Regions from separate parts of the Mus musculus genome. Here regions 2 and 3 are each linked to region 1. Evidence: chromatin contacts called from public promoter capture Hi-C data. All regions are on one chromosome and are shown on one strand. The core of a region is the stretch at or near the end of the contact, and the rest is flanking DNA. Distances in the headings are between cores, read along the strand shown. Region 1 holds the start of Atp7b (ATPase, Cu++ transporting, beta polypeptide). Region 2 holds the start of Dkk4 (dickkopf WNT signaling pathway inhibitor 4). Region 3 holds the start of Vdac3 (voltage-dependent anion channel 3).

Region 1 (4,564 bases), core at 1,494-3,993:
GGGCAGCTCAGAATGCTTCCCTGAAATCTGAACCACTGGGAGATGCAGGCCAGTGGGAATCTGCCCTGGAAGGCTTGTCGGATCATCCACTAAAACAGAGCCATCGTTATCATTCCGTATCCCTCCCCATTCCCTTCCCCTGAGGCTCAGGGGGGGAATCGAACCCACAAAGAGATGAGAATAAGGACCTGGTTCAGATTGACCTCGCCAACCTGGATCAGACTTCAGGGAGTCTAATGCCAGGCACTTCACAGCCAGAATATTTAAAACACAATTTTGGTAAGGGTTTCCAGGCAACAGTCATTTCAATCTAGGTGCACAGTAAAGCTTGAAGTGTGACTACATAGAAATTCCTTTGCAAACTACATGTGACCGCAAAGGAGGTAGGTAGGTTCTTTAGCTAAAAGGCCTAGAATGTAGTGTGGTTTCATAGGATGGTAGAGATCAGCAGGCCATAAAGTACTCCTGACATCTCCCCTAAAGGTGGGTGACAGTCTAGGGAGGGAAGAGTCTGGGATAAGTATTCTGGGGAATTTGGGTGAGGTGTGCCCCTATAGCAAAAGGTAGGTGAGTCTGCCTCCACAGATAGAAAATAGATCACCAGGTCATTAACAAAATCTACCCTCAGCTTTCTGGATGGAATGAAGGTATTTGATTTTTACACCCCTCCCCACTTGAGGAGACACCCCAGCTTGATTAACATTTCTGGTTCTCTTAGTGCTTCTCTGTGAGTAAAAAACCTTTGTGCCCCCAACACCTACCCCTGCTGGTAAATCGCACCCCTAAGCCATTCTATAGGAAAGTAAACTTCCCTAAAGGAAAGGTCTTAAGTCATAGCTGCATATAAAGGTCCTGGGACCTTAGCATTTCTGAAACAATATCCAAAAAAGCACGTGCTGAACCACAGCAAGGACAAAGTGGCAATAGAATGGTAACAGGCAGGTGAGGTCTGGAAATGCAGTCACTAGCAGAATGCTAGAGGCCCTGTGTTGGTCCTGAGCACAGAGTTAAGGCAAAAATCTATGTCAGAGCACAGAACCATGGGTTTGCCTTTCAGCACCGCAAAAAAACTGAATAAAGACAAAGTGGCACGGGTCCTAAGAATCGAACGAGTAAACACATGGGAGTAAAAACTAATACAGTGTCACGCATATAATAAGTTCAGTGACTTCGCCTAAAGCCATTATCAGTGTAATTCAGAAGCGGGTGAGGCCAACAAGAGACAGAGCAGTTAACCGACTGCTTCCACAGAGGAGCAGGTCTTCAATTTCACCTGATTAGATAAAGACTTTACTCTTTCAGGGGGACACTGACAAAGATAGGGGGCATCTCCTTCTCTGCTCTGGCCACCCCTACCCGGTGTGGGCTGTCTTCACACCTACTCAGCCACCTCTCTCCCTGCCTGTCCATTAACCTACACCCCTCTCATTCCTACACACCAGAGTCTACATGAATTTCACTAACAAGGGACGCTGGATAAAACTGCTGGATTAATTAGTTTCAGAGACCTGAACAAAAGGAGCAAGCTCCAATCCAGCAATCCAGACCTAAAGAAATACGCCCAGTATTAAATTCGATGTCAATAACCAAGTGTAAGGCCAGTTGAATGGCTCGATGAGTGGATGCACACAATCTTGAAGCCCTAGGACCTGTTTGCTGAAAGGAGGGAAAACCAACTCCTGGACGTCTTCTGCTGACCTCTCACGCCTAGATTCTCTCCCCCTCCATTCTTCCCCATATACACATAAAACAAATAAATAAATGCTTTAAAAAAAAAAAAGACTCAAGTACAAGTAGGGCAAGATGGCTCAGTGGGTAAAGGCACTAGCTTTTAAACCCGACGACCCGACACACTGACACACATGGTGGGAAAAGCAGCACTAAGTCCAGCAAGATGCCCCTAACCTCCATCACACACACACACACACACACACACACACACAACAATTCAAGTGCAAAGATCACGTCAACTGGGAAAGAAAGGAAGCAATCGCCATGACCACCCAAGAGGGAACCACCAACAGACTATGGGGAACACCTATGACACTCTGGGAAACAATCTACAAAGTATAACTAATTGGAAAAAAAAAGTTCCGAGAACATAAAACGTGATTTCAATTAAGCTAGACAAAATATTTTAAAACAATGCACAAATCTTCAAGAATTCATCATATGCCTGCGACCTATACAAGTTTCAGTAAGTATTTGTTGATTGAAAACGCACATGAAGAAAAGAAAAACAGACCTGCTTTTCATGTTAAATATTCTACGCTGTTTGCATCTCTAAGAGGCTGCATTAATTAACCCCCTGTATTATTAAATGAATGCCTTCAAGGTACAGGACTTGGATGTAGACCTTTTGAGGAGCATTAGCCAGGCATTAGCGAGGTATTAGCACTCCCAGGAGCAACTAGAGTTTTTATACAGCAAGCCCACGCTCAAGAGCTCTTTAATAAGGACCGGGGAAAGTTCTGGGCTCGAAATCGTTGTACACCAGAGGGCTAGTGGCACCCTTGATCTAGAGGGTTTTCCTCCCGGGTTCTCAGGGGTACGTGTCCACAGTCACGAGCCCTGGAGGAACCGAGGAGAAAAGCGCTTTGAGCAGGTGCGTACACGCTGCGGTCAGGCAAAGGAAACTTACTTTCCGACTGGCCTCTTTGGCTGTGACCTGTCTCTCCTGTTCAGGCATCGTCCCCACAGACGCCAAGTTCTTCCTGGGATCCATCCCCGAGCCCAAAGGTCACCTGGTTGGGGGGAGGGAAGGGCGACTTTACAAGCCAGGGAGAGGAGGCGCGAAGAAGCGCATCCGTGGTTCCTGGGGAACACAGGGCTCAGATCTCCCAGCCCCGGCGCTGCGGACTACGGACAGCGAGGTCCGCGGTGCGCTGCAGATAGGGTGCAGCGAGGACCACAGTCTCAGGACGCCCGCTCCAGCGCAGCCCCCTCTCCACCCCGCGCCCCGCTACTGCGGCCGCTGGGGACTCGCCGACACCTCTGAAAGAGCGGACTCTGTACTGGAAGATTAGCTCGTCGCCCGCCCGGACCTCCCATTGGGTCCCAACCGGCTGGCAGCGCCGCGGTGGGGGCAGGGCTGGGCGCCCTCAAGGGGGCTTCCAGACGGGAGGGGGGGGAGCGAAGTGGGCGGGGCGAGTGGGGTGGGAGGGGCGAGAGAGCCGGCTGTCCATCACAAGCCACGCCCCACCACCGCCACCGCAGCGGCGTGGCCCAAGTGGGATGGGCCCGTGTGCGCCCCGCCTGTGGGAAGCGGCTATTAGGCAACCTGCAGGAAGGCGTGTAAGCGGGGGGCGTGGCTAACGGCACACGCTTCCTCAGGAGCCAATAGGATAGAAGAACAGGCAAGCGCTTCCGGGCTGTGAGAGGGGAGGGTGGGATAAGATGGCGGCGGACACTGGGAGCTGGTGCGTGTACGCCGTGCTGCGGTGAGGATCTGGTGGCCTGAGCTCACGAGGGCGTGGAGGGTTTGGAGGCAGTCCAGATAAAGTCTGTAGAAGCGCTTTCTTCGTGCCTCGGTTTACCTCGGTTGTTTCGCATGCCGATCAGCTGTTTTCCTTAACTGGCTACCTGCTGCTTCGTAAACCAGTTGGTTGACTCTCTGCTACTTGACCATCTGTTGATTTCTTCTTTCCTGGTTGATGTTTAAAGTTGTAAATATATTGGTTTTGCCTTTGAGATACATATCGTTTCTTATGTAAGAATTACATAAAGTTGGTAGAAATAAACAGGAATGTTAACCACCCGGTGGTCACTACTATTGTAATAGTTCCATATTTCAAAAGTTGTTTCTGCCCTATGAAAGCCTACCTAAGTTCATATGTGTTTTTGTTCAGGTTGAACATTTATAGCTAGCGAAATAGCGTTCTGAAGAGCAGTGGATACATGCATTCTTGCCAGAGTTTGTATTACATCTTCCTTTCTGAGCTGTCTGCTTCAAGGTCTGTAGTGATTGCTAAAAATATGAATAGGCTAGTTTGTTCTAGCACATTCTTGGCCTTTTCCCGATAAATGGAATGCTGCCAGCTCTGTACAGTGTACATTGTCATGAGTGACTTTCTGCATTATAATGGTCATTGATAAGTAATTCAAAGCTTTGGATTACAGTTACCTTTCTTCCAAGCATTTGGTTTAAATATGGGTATGTATTGGCTAGGAATCAAGTGTTTACCTAACATCTTTGAGGCCCTGAATCACCAGTCATCACCACTAAGGGGAAAAAAATTAATTTTTTTTGTTTTTTTGTTTTGTTTTGTTTTTGTTTTTCGAGACAGGGTTTCTCTGTATAGTCCTGACTGTCCTGGAGCTCACTTTGTAGACCAGGCTGGCCTCAAACTCAGAAATCCTCCTGCCTCTGCCTCTCAAGTGCTGGGATTAAAGGCATGTGCCACCACCGCCCGGCACTTTTTTTTTAAATAATTTTTTTAGCAGACTTAGGAGCTACAGAACTTAATATTAAGCAAGTGTGTAAAAAGTAAACCTTAGTTTGTAGCTGACTTTTTAAATTGACAACAGGTTGATTTTCACCTTTTATTTATCTCAGGTTTTTCTA
Region 2 (4,564 bases), core at 925-3,424, 560 kb after region 1:
TTAAAGATTTTATTATTTTGTGTGTATAAGTGTTTTGCCTGCATCTGCATCATCTGTATATGTGCATCAGTGTGTGCCTGGAGCCGGATGAGGTCAGAAGAGAGCGTCCGATTCCCTGGTTACAGACTGTTGTGAGCCTACTTGTGGGCGAGGGGAATTGAACCCAGGTCCTCTACAAGAGCTGCAAGTGCTCTAATGGCAACTCCCAGCCCCTGCCTTGGTAGATTTTAAACAAGCCTAGGCTCAGGCCAGACTGAAAAGAATGTGAGGAGGACTAAAAGGCCTTTTCCCCTCTGCACCCAGTTTGTTTTTCTCCTTAAAGTGTTCAAAACTTCTGTAACAGCCGAGTTGGCACTTTGGGGTGGGTGATAATCGAGGCAAAGGCAGAGGCAGAGGCAGAGGCAGAGGCAGAGGCAGAGGCAGAGGCAGAGGCAGAGGCAGAGGCAGAGGCAGAGGCAGAGGCAGAGGCAGAGGCAGAGGCAGAGGCAGAGGCAGAGGCAGAGGCAGAGGCAAAGATGCTTGAGCCAGGCAGGAGTTTGAGGGCAGCCTGGGTGATACAGTGAAACTCCATTTAAAAAAAATGTGTGTGTGTGTATATATATATATATATATGTATATACATATATATATGAGAAAAAGGATGAAAGTAGGCATTTTTTTTTTTTTTAAATTCAACTTAGGCAGGCAGATTTCTTTGAGTCTGAGGCCAGCCTGGTCTACAAACTGAGTCTAGGATAGTCAGGGCTACACAGAGAAACCCTGTCTTGAAAACCAAACCAAACCAAACCAAACCAAAACAGAGGTAAAACAAAAACCAATTTAGGAAGCCAGGCAGTGGTGGCAGCACACGTTTTTAATCCCAGCACTTGGGAGGCAGAGGTAGAGAGGGCCTTTGAATTCCAGGCCAGCCTGCTCTACAGAGTGGGTTCTATGACATCCAGGGCTACATAGAGAATCCTTGTCTCCAAAACCCAAATCAAACCAAACCCAAAGTTCAATGTAGAGCCTGGAGAGACAGCTGAAGTAAGAGCACCCACATCCGGCAGCTTTCCACCTGTAACTCCACCTCCAGGCCTCTGACGCCATCTTCTGGGCCCCTTGGGCACTGCAGTCACATGAGCAACCCCCCCCCCCTCACATACCATGTGTACAGTTAAATTTTTGTTTGTTTGTTTGTTTGTTTGTTTGTTTGTTTTTGAGACAGGGTTTCTCTGTGTAGCCCTGGCTATCCTGGAACTCACTCTGTAGACCAGGCTGGCCTCGAACTCAGAAATTCTCCTGCCTCTGCCTCCCAAGTGCTGGGATTAAAGGTGTGCACCACCACTGCCTGGCAGTTAAAAAATCTTTAAACCTTATTTTCTGTGGCAGGGTTCAACTCGCTATGTAGCTGAGACTGACCTTGAACCCCTGACCCCTCTGCCTCCACTTGCCACACACTGGAACTGCAGGTGGCAATTTAAGCTCTTATGTATCAGTTTAAAAATTAAGACACTTGAAAATGAAATCAGGTGTTTATGCGCCCCACTATTTTTCTAATAAAACAACTGACTTCAAAGAGTTCAATTTTTATTGTAAGAAGAGTGATTTCCTAATGTCATTCATCTGAACAGAACAGGTGACAGCATTTCACAATTGGAAGCTATCAGGACCTTGACCCTAACCCTAACTTTAGAGTCCAGATGTCAGGGCTAAAGGTTACCCTTCTCCACTTTAAACTTCAGGGTAGGTTCAGTAATTCATTAGTGTTTGTTTTTTTTTTTTTTTTCTTAAACATCTACAGCATATTGGCTAATGTGAGTTCTTCTTTCTTTGAGTACAACTTGCTGTGAAGACATCATCTGCCCCTCCTCCCACAGGATTGAGGGTCGGAAATGCAGGTGATTATCAGAGCTGCCTTTGATACCAACATCCTTCTTTGCTGGGAGCCCTTTGAACTGACTTTGATATGCGGTAATTAAGAGGGATTCCCGCCTGGAGGAACAGCCTCTGTGGCCTCTGGTCTCTTCCACTGAGTCCTTGTTTTGAACTATTGATCAAAGATTTGAAGGGATCTGTTGTAGCCTGTGTGGGGTAAAAAGGAAGGAAACAGTGGGCTGGGAGGGAGAAGAGGGGCCACGTCTGGTTATAAATAGTTTCGGAAGAGTATGCTGGTCAGACCTGGCCTGTCTCATTTAACACACCTTCCTTGGGCAGAGTCTCTCTTTCAGAAAAGGCCTCTGTGGGCGACTTGCAGATTGTACCTAGGGCCACTCAGCAGCGCAGCCTTCGAAGACTCAAGGGGTACTGGAGCTCCGAGAGACCAGAGTGACTGAGGATGGTACTGGTGACCTTGCTTGGACTCAGCTGGTTTTGTTCACCCCTGGCAGCCCTGGTTCTGGACTTTAACAACATCAAGAGCTCCGCGGATGTGCAAGGCGCGGGGAAGGTAAGTGTGGCTAGATCACTGAGACCATCCGCAAAGATAGCACTGTATCAGCCGGGCAGGGCGCCCTCACCTCTAAGTGAAGTTATGTCTGACTGCATGTGTGCACATAAAATTCAGTTCTCTTACCGTTTACTATTAAAAGAGCACATACTCTAATCCCATCCCTCAGGATGCTGAATTAAGGAGCTGTCAGTGAGTCAGAAGACAACCTGACTGCAGATTAAAAAATCTCTTTAAAAGGCATGCAAAACAAAAGGTTTTCTGGTCAGGGCTCTACATTTATTAACAAATTAGTACCAAATGAAAGCGGTACATGTGCTAGGCCTTTGTGCTCAGCTGTCTTCCTTACAAGTCGAGATAGGCATAAATTTCTATCTAGCAATGATGAAGATAGGAATTTGGACTACACAGCAGATGTGTAGGAGTTAGGACTTGAACACATTAGGACATGACCCAGCACTGTAACCGTCTACGGCACGGGAATTGTATAAGGGGTCATTATCATCTATGGATACTATACATTACACTACACTATTCTCTGTAGTGCGTACACAGTATAGATGATAAAAGGCCAGTTGGGGAGCAGGGGATGGAGTGACAATGGAACTTATAATTGTCACCTGAAAGACACACATGAAGAACTTTGGTTTTACACGAAGAGCGTAGGAATATTAAATTTCGAGCTTTGAAGTAAAATTGGGGCTGGGGCATGGTTCATAACTGATTAAAGACTAACCCCAGACACAAGTTCCAGAATAGCCAAGATCTTCTCACAGGTAGCTTGATGCACTCTTTTCAGGAGAAAACCAATTATGCTGAAAAATTAACATGGTGCCTAAAGTTGGCCCTGGCAATCCCACTGTCATTAGAGTTTGGCCTCCCAACCCCTGCCGTGGATAAAGACCTCTTAGGTGTCGTGAATTCCTCAGCCTGTAACAAGTTTCCTTCTACAGGGCTCGCTGTGTGCATCAGACAGGGACTGCAGCGAAGGGAAATTCTGCTTAGCGTTTCACGATGAACGGTCCTTCTGTGCCACGTGCCGTAGAGTTCGCAGGAGGTGTCAGAGGAGCGCCGTGTGCTGCCCAGGAACGGTCTGTGTGAATGGTGAGAAACCTTGGGCTCCAAGCCTCCAGGGCTGCAATCTGATGGCACCAGTGGAGTGAGTCACTCAGAGCAGCACTGACCATGGGGGCCAGGCTAGGATGTTTGGGATCTGGATGAAGTAAATTTGTGTAGCTGTCTTTTTTTTTTTTTTTTTTTTTTTTTTGGTGAAGCAAAATCATTTATAACCTGGCAACACCCTTGACCAGTGACATAGATAGAATGATTTTTAAAGGGCAGATTCAAGGTGGACTGGCTTGGATCTTTCCACATGGACTGAGATTTTTATTAATCAATTATTTCTGGAATATATTATAAAATGGGACAAAGAAGTGCTGCCAGATTCTTGGGCACTACAGTAATGGCACACCCATTCTTGTCCCTCAGAGTCACTAACACTACCGGTTGTCCCCCAGATGTTTGCACTGCAGTGGAAGACACAAGGCCAGTGATGGACAGAAACACTGACGGCCAAGACGGCGCCTATGCAGAAGGAACCACTAAATGGCCAGCAGAGGAAAACAGACCTCAGGGGAAGCCCAGTACGAAGAAATCACAAAGCAGTAAGGGTAAGAGCATCATTCTGAGAGCATATGTTATTTTAAAAACAATTTTCTCCCTCCCAGCCCTTTAGGCTGAGACTAACTTCCCTCACCCCATGTCTGTGAGCTCTTGGAGCAACTCATGGGGCTCCACTGGGCAGGACAGGGCGAGACCCTAGTGTTGACAGCTTAGGAAGAGAACCTTCCAACCCAGGGCTTTCCCTGCGCTGGGATTTAACAAATGCCGCTTTCCTTTTCTATAGTCTCAGCATAAAAGCCCATTAAAGTAGATGTATCCATCCACTCCAAACCTGTTCAAAATACAAGCAGGTCTCTGCAGTTCTGGCTGCCCTGGAGCTCAGAGGTCCGTCAGCCTCTGCTGGCATTAAAGGTGTTTGCCATCACCACACTTGGGGATTTACTTAAAAAAACAAAACAAACAAAACAAAAAACCAACAACAACAAAACCAAAATGGAATCTCAAAGTCTTCCAATA
Region 3 (4,564 bases), core at 1,430-3,929, 530 kb after region 1:
GCTTTCTATCTTTCCTACTCATTATTTACCCAATTTCTGTAGAAAGCCAGTATGCTGAATTCTCGGTGAACACAGATCCCTGCAGCAATTTCTATTGTCTTCCTGTTAAAGACTCAAAAGCCAAGTCTAAGCAATCACTCAACTACCTCAAATAATTCCATTAGTGGGATTTTATGACACCAGAAAATTCCAAAGTACCAGTCAGCTTCCAGGCACTCCCACCTGGGGGCCACATGCAGCCAAGGATACCTATGAATGTGACTCTATCTACAAAAAAGTAAACAGGAGATTTGAGGCTAGTGAGGTGGAATTAAGGCACTAACTGCCAAGACTCAGGACCTGAGTTCTGTCCCTCAGACACACTGGGTGGAAGGAGAGAACCAACTCCCACAAGTTGTCCTCTGACACAGCCAGTGGCATGCAGGCATCTAAACACATCAAACTAACTCTCTAATTTGGGGCTAAGATAGCTCAACGAGGTACAAATCACCAAACCTAACAACCTGATTCTGATGCCAGAACACATGGTTGGTTGAACCAACTCCCCTAAGTCATCCTCTGACCGGCACACAGGGGCAGAAGAAGCAAAAGCGTGCACAAGCGCAAGTGTGCAACACACATGAAATATATACATGAATAAAGACAAACAAAACACAGGGTGGATATGGGGAAACGTGACTTCAACCCCAGCACTCAGAGGCAGAGGCAGACACAATTTGTACATCTGAAGCAAGCTAGAGGTGCTACATAATGAGACTCTGAATAAAAATAAAAATTAAAAAAAAAAGCCTGACTGCGTGACCTTAATAGATGACAAAGTTGTTGACCATGAACTTTGTAGATGAAGTTGTGTCAGATCAACAGGTTGAACACATCTTCCAGTTACGATCACTATGCCTGAACTATGGACACTTTGCAAATCATTTAAATAACTACCCTGTATATTTATACTCAGTCAGTCCAACTCTTAATCCAATTCCTGCTAGGCTTTTGCCTATAAATAAACAGGGCCTTGGTTTATAGCCCAGGCTCACCTCAAACTTACTGTGTAGCAAGGTTGACCTCTCTCAACATATGATAGTCCTTAGCTTCCGGGGAGCTAGGATTATAGCTGTGTGCCACCATATTCAGCAAGACTTATGTCCTAACTGGAAAGTCATTGAAAATTTGTACCTGTCACATGCACACACTATGATATAAAGTTAAGAGGAAAGAGCATACAAAAAAAACATATATAAAGTCGGGGCAAAGGAGATGGCTCAATTGGCAAAGTGTCTGTCACACAAGCATGAGGAACTGCATATGAGGACCCACACAGCACTGGGGTAGGGAAAGTGCGGAGACAGGAAGACTTCTCAGTTCAGTGAGGAGACCTATACCCAACATCAACCACTGGACTCCACATGCATACGGATGTGCACACAAACGTGTACATACACCACATAAACAAGTTCACACACACACCCAAAATTTATAGAGAAATGGGGATGGCGTATGGGTAAAGCACTTATCTTACATAGAAGAGGATCTATAATTGATGCCACGGGTTTTATCCAAGGCATCAATCAAAAGGAAAAGTTAAGGAGTCAAGGCAAATGAGTGGTATTGATGTTCTACATCAATCTATAATAAAATTCTGCTCTATGTTACAGAGTTTGGAGTCCACTAGCAGGGTAATTTTACAGTCCCGGTAGTAATGTAAATCTTTTGCCATCATTCTAGGAGGGAGGAAACACAGGTCTTACGTATTCAGACAGAAACGTTTATACAGTTTTAGGTTTTCATACTGATCAGGGAGAAAATAAACCAAGGTGGTCGAAATGTCTAAGTGCTATTTACAAGCTGCGTTTAGCGTTTTTGATCCACTGTTTCTCAAAAATCATCACTTTGCAAAAGTCAAGTGGATAACTGAAGTCGTTCATGCCCAAACTGTCCCTTACTCGGACCCATGATTCTAATGGGAAATGCACTGCTGGTATGATCAAGCAAAAAAATCGAGAAAACCCGGACTCCATGTTACTCGAGAGTCAAGCTACAACCTCACAATCATCTTAGCGCTACAAGACAGCTATGCACCATGCCCTGAGGCTGCATTAGAGCCTGAGAGGACGACAAAAGGCACTAACTAGAGGAGACAGCTTCTCTTTTGTTCCTTGTTTCTGCTTTTTAAGATGCATGAAGAGCATCCACCCTTCGGCCGTCGGGAGTGCAAGACACGCCTGACAAGTGCTGGACACACCAGACAGCGGGGTGAGGACAGGGTCGGGTGTAGGTTTGGGGTTCCGGGACTCGTCCTCTCTAGAAACCGCCCGCCTTCCAGCCTGGCCCCGGGCAGACCGCCAGTGCGCACGCCGGGTGCGGCGGAAGGTCGCGGCCGGCCCAGGGCGGCGACTCCCGCCCTCAGGCGACCAACAGGGTCCGGGCAGCGGAGTCTCCCCTGCCTCGCCTCGCCCTAGGTCGGCGCCCCTCAGCTCCTCCTCCGTGGCCTCGGCCGGCTCCTCAGGCCCGCCGGCCATCCGCCCACCCGGCCCGCGGCAGCGGTCGCCTCACCTACAACCCGAGGGTGGGCCCGTCCCGCTCCACCAAGGCAACGCTGAAGGTCTTCTCGAACCAACGCCGTCTGCGCCTGCGCGACCTCGCTCCCCCGCCGCGCCTGTGCGCCTGCGCGCCCGTCGTCCCCCAGCGCGAGTGCGCGCGGCGCGGCGCCGCGCCTCAGACCAGACGTGCAAGGGGCCCCGCGGCGGGCGCCTAGGCCAACTGTCCGGCTGCGCGTGCGCGGGCGAGTGCGCGGGCGCAGTGGGGGCCCTGCTGGCGGGTGACCGGCGCGGGGTGGTGTGGAAATGGCCGAAAGGCCTTTGAGGACCTTTGCTGGGCCGGGAGGCGCGGCTCTCGCGAGAATGTGCCAAAGCCGTAGCTACTGTCCCCTGAAGGGGCGCGGGCGGGCAGGGCGCCAGCAGAGACCCAGGGCGGGCTCTGCGGACGCGAGCTGCCAGCCAGAGTGTCGCTCCCAGACCCTGCCACCCTCTCTATGGTGGATGACTTGCAGGTCTTTATGGGAACTTCGTCCCAGGTCAACTGTAATTTTAAAATGTGAGTCTTCTCAGTTGGAACGATGAGAGAAAACCCAGGCCCTAGAGGTTAGGCGACTGCGGGCTTCTAGAGCATGCAAGTTAATTCAAGAGAGAGAGAGGATGGAGAGAGAGCTCTTCTTAGAAGAGAAATCAATGTCGCAGGAATTGTGCAAGGAACACACCACTGCTTTAGAGCCACCTTAGTGACAACCGATTCCCCAGCAAACGGTTAAGGAGATCCCGATGGTTCCCAGGACTCACTCACTCCGCGGATTATTTACTGAAGAGGAAAGGACCTTCACAGCCAGAAAATCGCCTTCACCAAGTGACTAAAGCTAACTTCAGGTGCCCTGTCATTCACAGAAAGGGACACAAGTCGATATTCTTATATTCTTGGTTGTGAACCTAGCCTTTAACGGCTGAGCCATCTCTCCAGCCCACGAGTCAGTATTCTTAACAAAGCATGTAATTTGTCTATGGGCGAGAAAGCAAATCCAAATTAAGGGACGTTCTGCGAAGCAACTGCTCAATCTTCAATGTCATGAAAGATGAAGAAAAGGGTTTAAGAACAAAAAGATGTAATGCTAAAGTGTTTTTGTGAGTCTCAGTTGGACTGTGGATAAAACAAAAGGGCTATTGAACACAACCAAGCAACTGAGGAGATTTGAGTAAACTACACTAGTACACTAGTACTAGAGCAACGTAGAATCTGAGGGTACTGTGCCTTGGTTATGTACAAATGGCCTTTTTGGAAATATTTGTTGATGTTTCTACCGCTAACTCTTTTTATTGAAAATAATTTTTCATACACTATATCCCGGTCATGTTTCCCCACCCCCAGCTCCTCCCAGATTCCCCCAACCACCTGACTCCATGCCTTCTTTATTTCTCTCTTTAGAATACAAATAGTCAAACAAACCAGAACTTAAAAAAAGAAAAATAATAAAGAGGAAGTACGAGGAGAGTAGACACATAAACACAGAGTCCATAACATACACACAAAACACAAGTAAAACAAAACAAAAGGCCCAAAGTCAGAATCATTGAGTTCATTTTGTGTTGTCCCTCTATGGCTGGGCATGGAGACTCCATTGAAGAAAACCATTTTGTTTTCTTTGCAAGTGGATGCCAATTAGAGATAGTTTCCTGTTACGGATGGAAGCTTGTGTCCACTTGGAAGCACCACCTGACTTGACCCTGTAGTTCAGTAGTTTCTCTACCATCACTTACACAACTCAGCCCTGTTGTGTCTAGAAGACACTGTTTCCTTGGTATCATCCCCCAACCCCTCTGGTTCTTACAATCTTTCCACTTCTCTTCCAGTTGCCTGAGCCCTGAGGGGAGAAATTTGATGGAGACATCCCATTTAGGACTGAGTGTTCCCAGGTCTCTCACCCTCTGAACATTGTCCAGTTGTGAGTCTCTGTGTTAGTTCCCATCCACTGCAGGGGGAAGCTTCTCTGATGATGACTGAAAGAGGCACTGATCCATGA

The links. Promoter capture Hi-C pulls out the DNA fragments that hold promoters and counts their contacts.
Region 2: a contact with region 1 is called in a promoter capture Hi-C map of stem cell-derived epiblast-like cells, with 6 times the contacts expected there. The contact joins the promoter of Dkk4 here to the promoter of Atp7b in region 1. A contact is called at or near these places in 2 of 39 promoter capture datasets (pre-B cells and stem cell-derived epiblast-like cells) and 1 of 115 datasets of contacts at active chromatin or transcription factors (embryonic stem cells).
Region 3: a promoter capture Hi-C map of pre-B cells shows a contact between it and region 1, with 5 times the contacts expected there. The contact joins the promoter of Vdac3 here to the promoter of Atp7b in region 1. A contact is called at or near these places in 11 of 39 promoter capture datasets (3T3-L1-derived adipocytes, cranial neural crest, embryonic stem cells and 8 more), 3 of 484 Hi-C or Micro-C datasets (CD4 T cells, LSK cells and muscle stem cells), 4 of 115 datasets of contacts at active chromatin or transcription factors (astrocytes, epiblast stem cells, large pre-B cells and 1 more) and 3 of 9 other capture datasets (adipose tissue, embryonic stem cells and liver).

Annotation. Positions count from the first base shown.
Region 1 is chr8:22,057,331-22,061,894 of GRCm38.p6, forward strand. It overlaps Atp7b (ATPase, Cu++ transporting, beta polypeptide), which reads right to left and starts at 2,744. Exons shown (of 21, transcript NM_007511.2): 1 at 2,642-2,744. The coding sequence starts at 2,725. Alg11 (asparagine-linked glycosylation 11 (alpha-1,2-mannosyltransferase)) reads left to right here and starts at 3,391. Exons shown (of 4, transcript NM_001243161.1): 1 at 3,391-3,440; 2 at 4,556-4,564. The coding sequence starts at 3,397.
Region 2 is chr8:22,621,869-22,626,432 of GRCm38.p6, forward strand. It overlaps Dkk4 (dickkopf WNT signaling pathway inhibitor 4), which reads left to right and starts at 2,175. Exons shown (of 4, transcript NM_145592.2): 1 at 2,175-2,425; 2 at 3,379-3,529; 3 at 3,943-4,095. The coding sequence starts at 2,315.
Region 3 is chr8:22,591,134-22,595,697 of GRCm38.p6, forward strand. It overlaps Vdac3 (voltage-dependent anion channel 3), which reads right to left and starts at 2,680. Exons shown (of 9, transcript NM_011696.2): 1 at 2,551-2,680.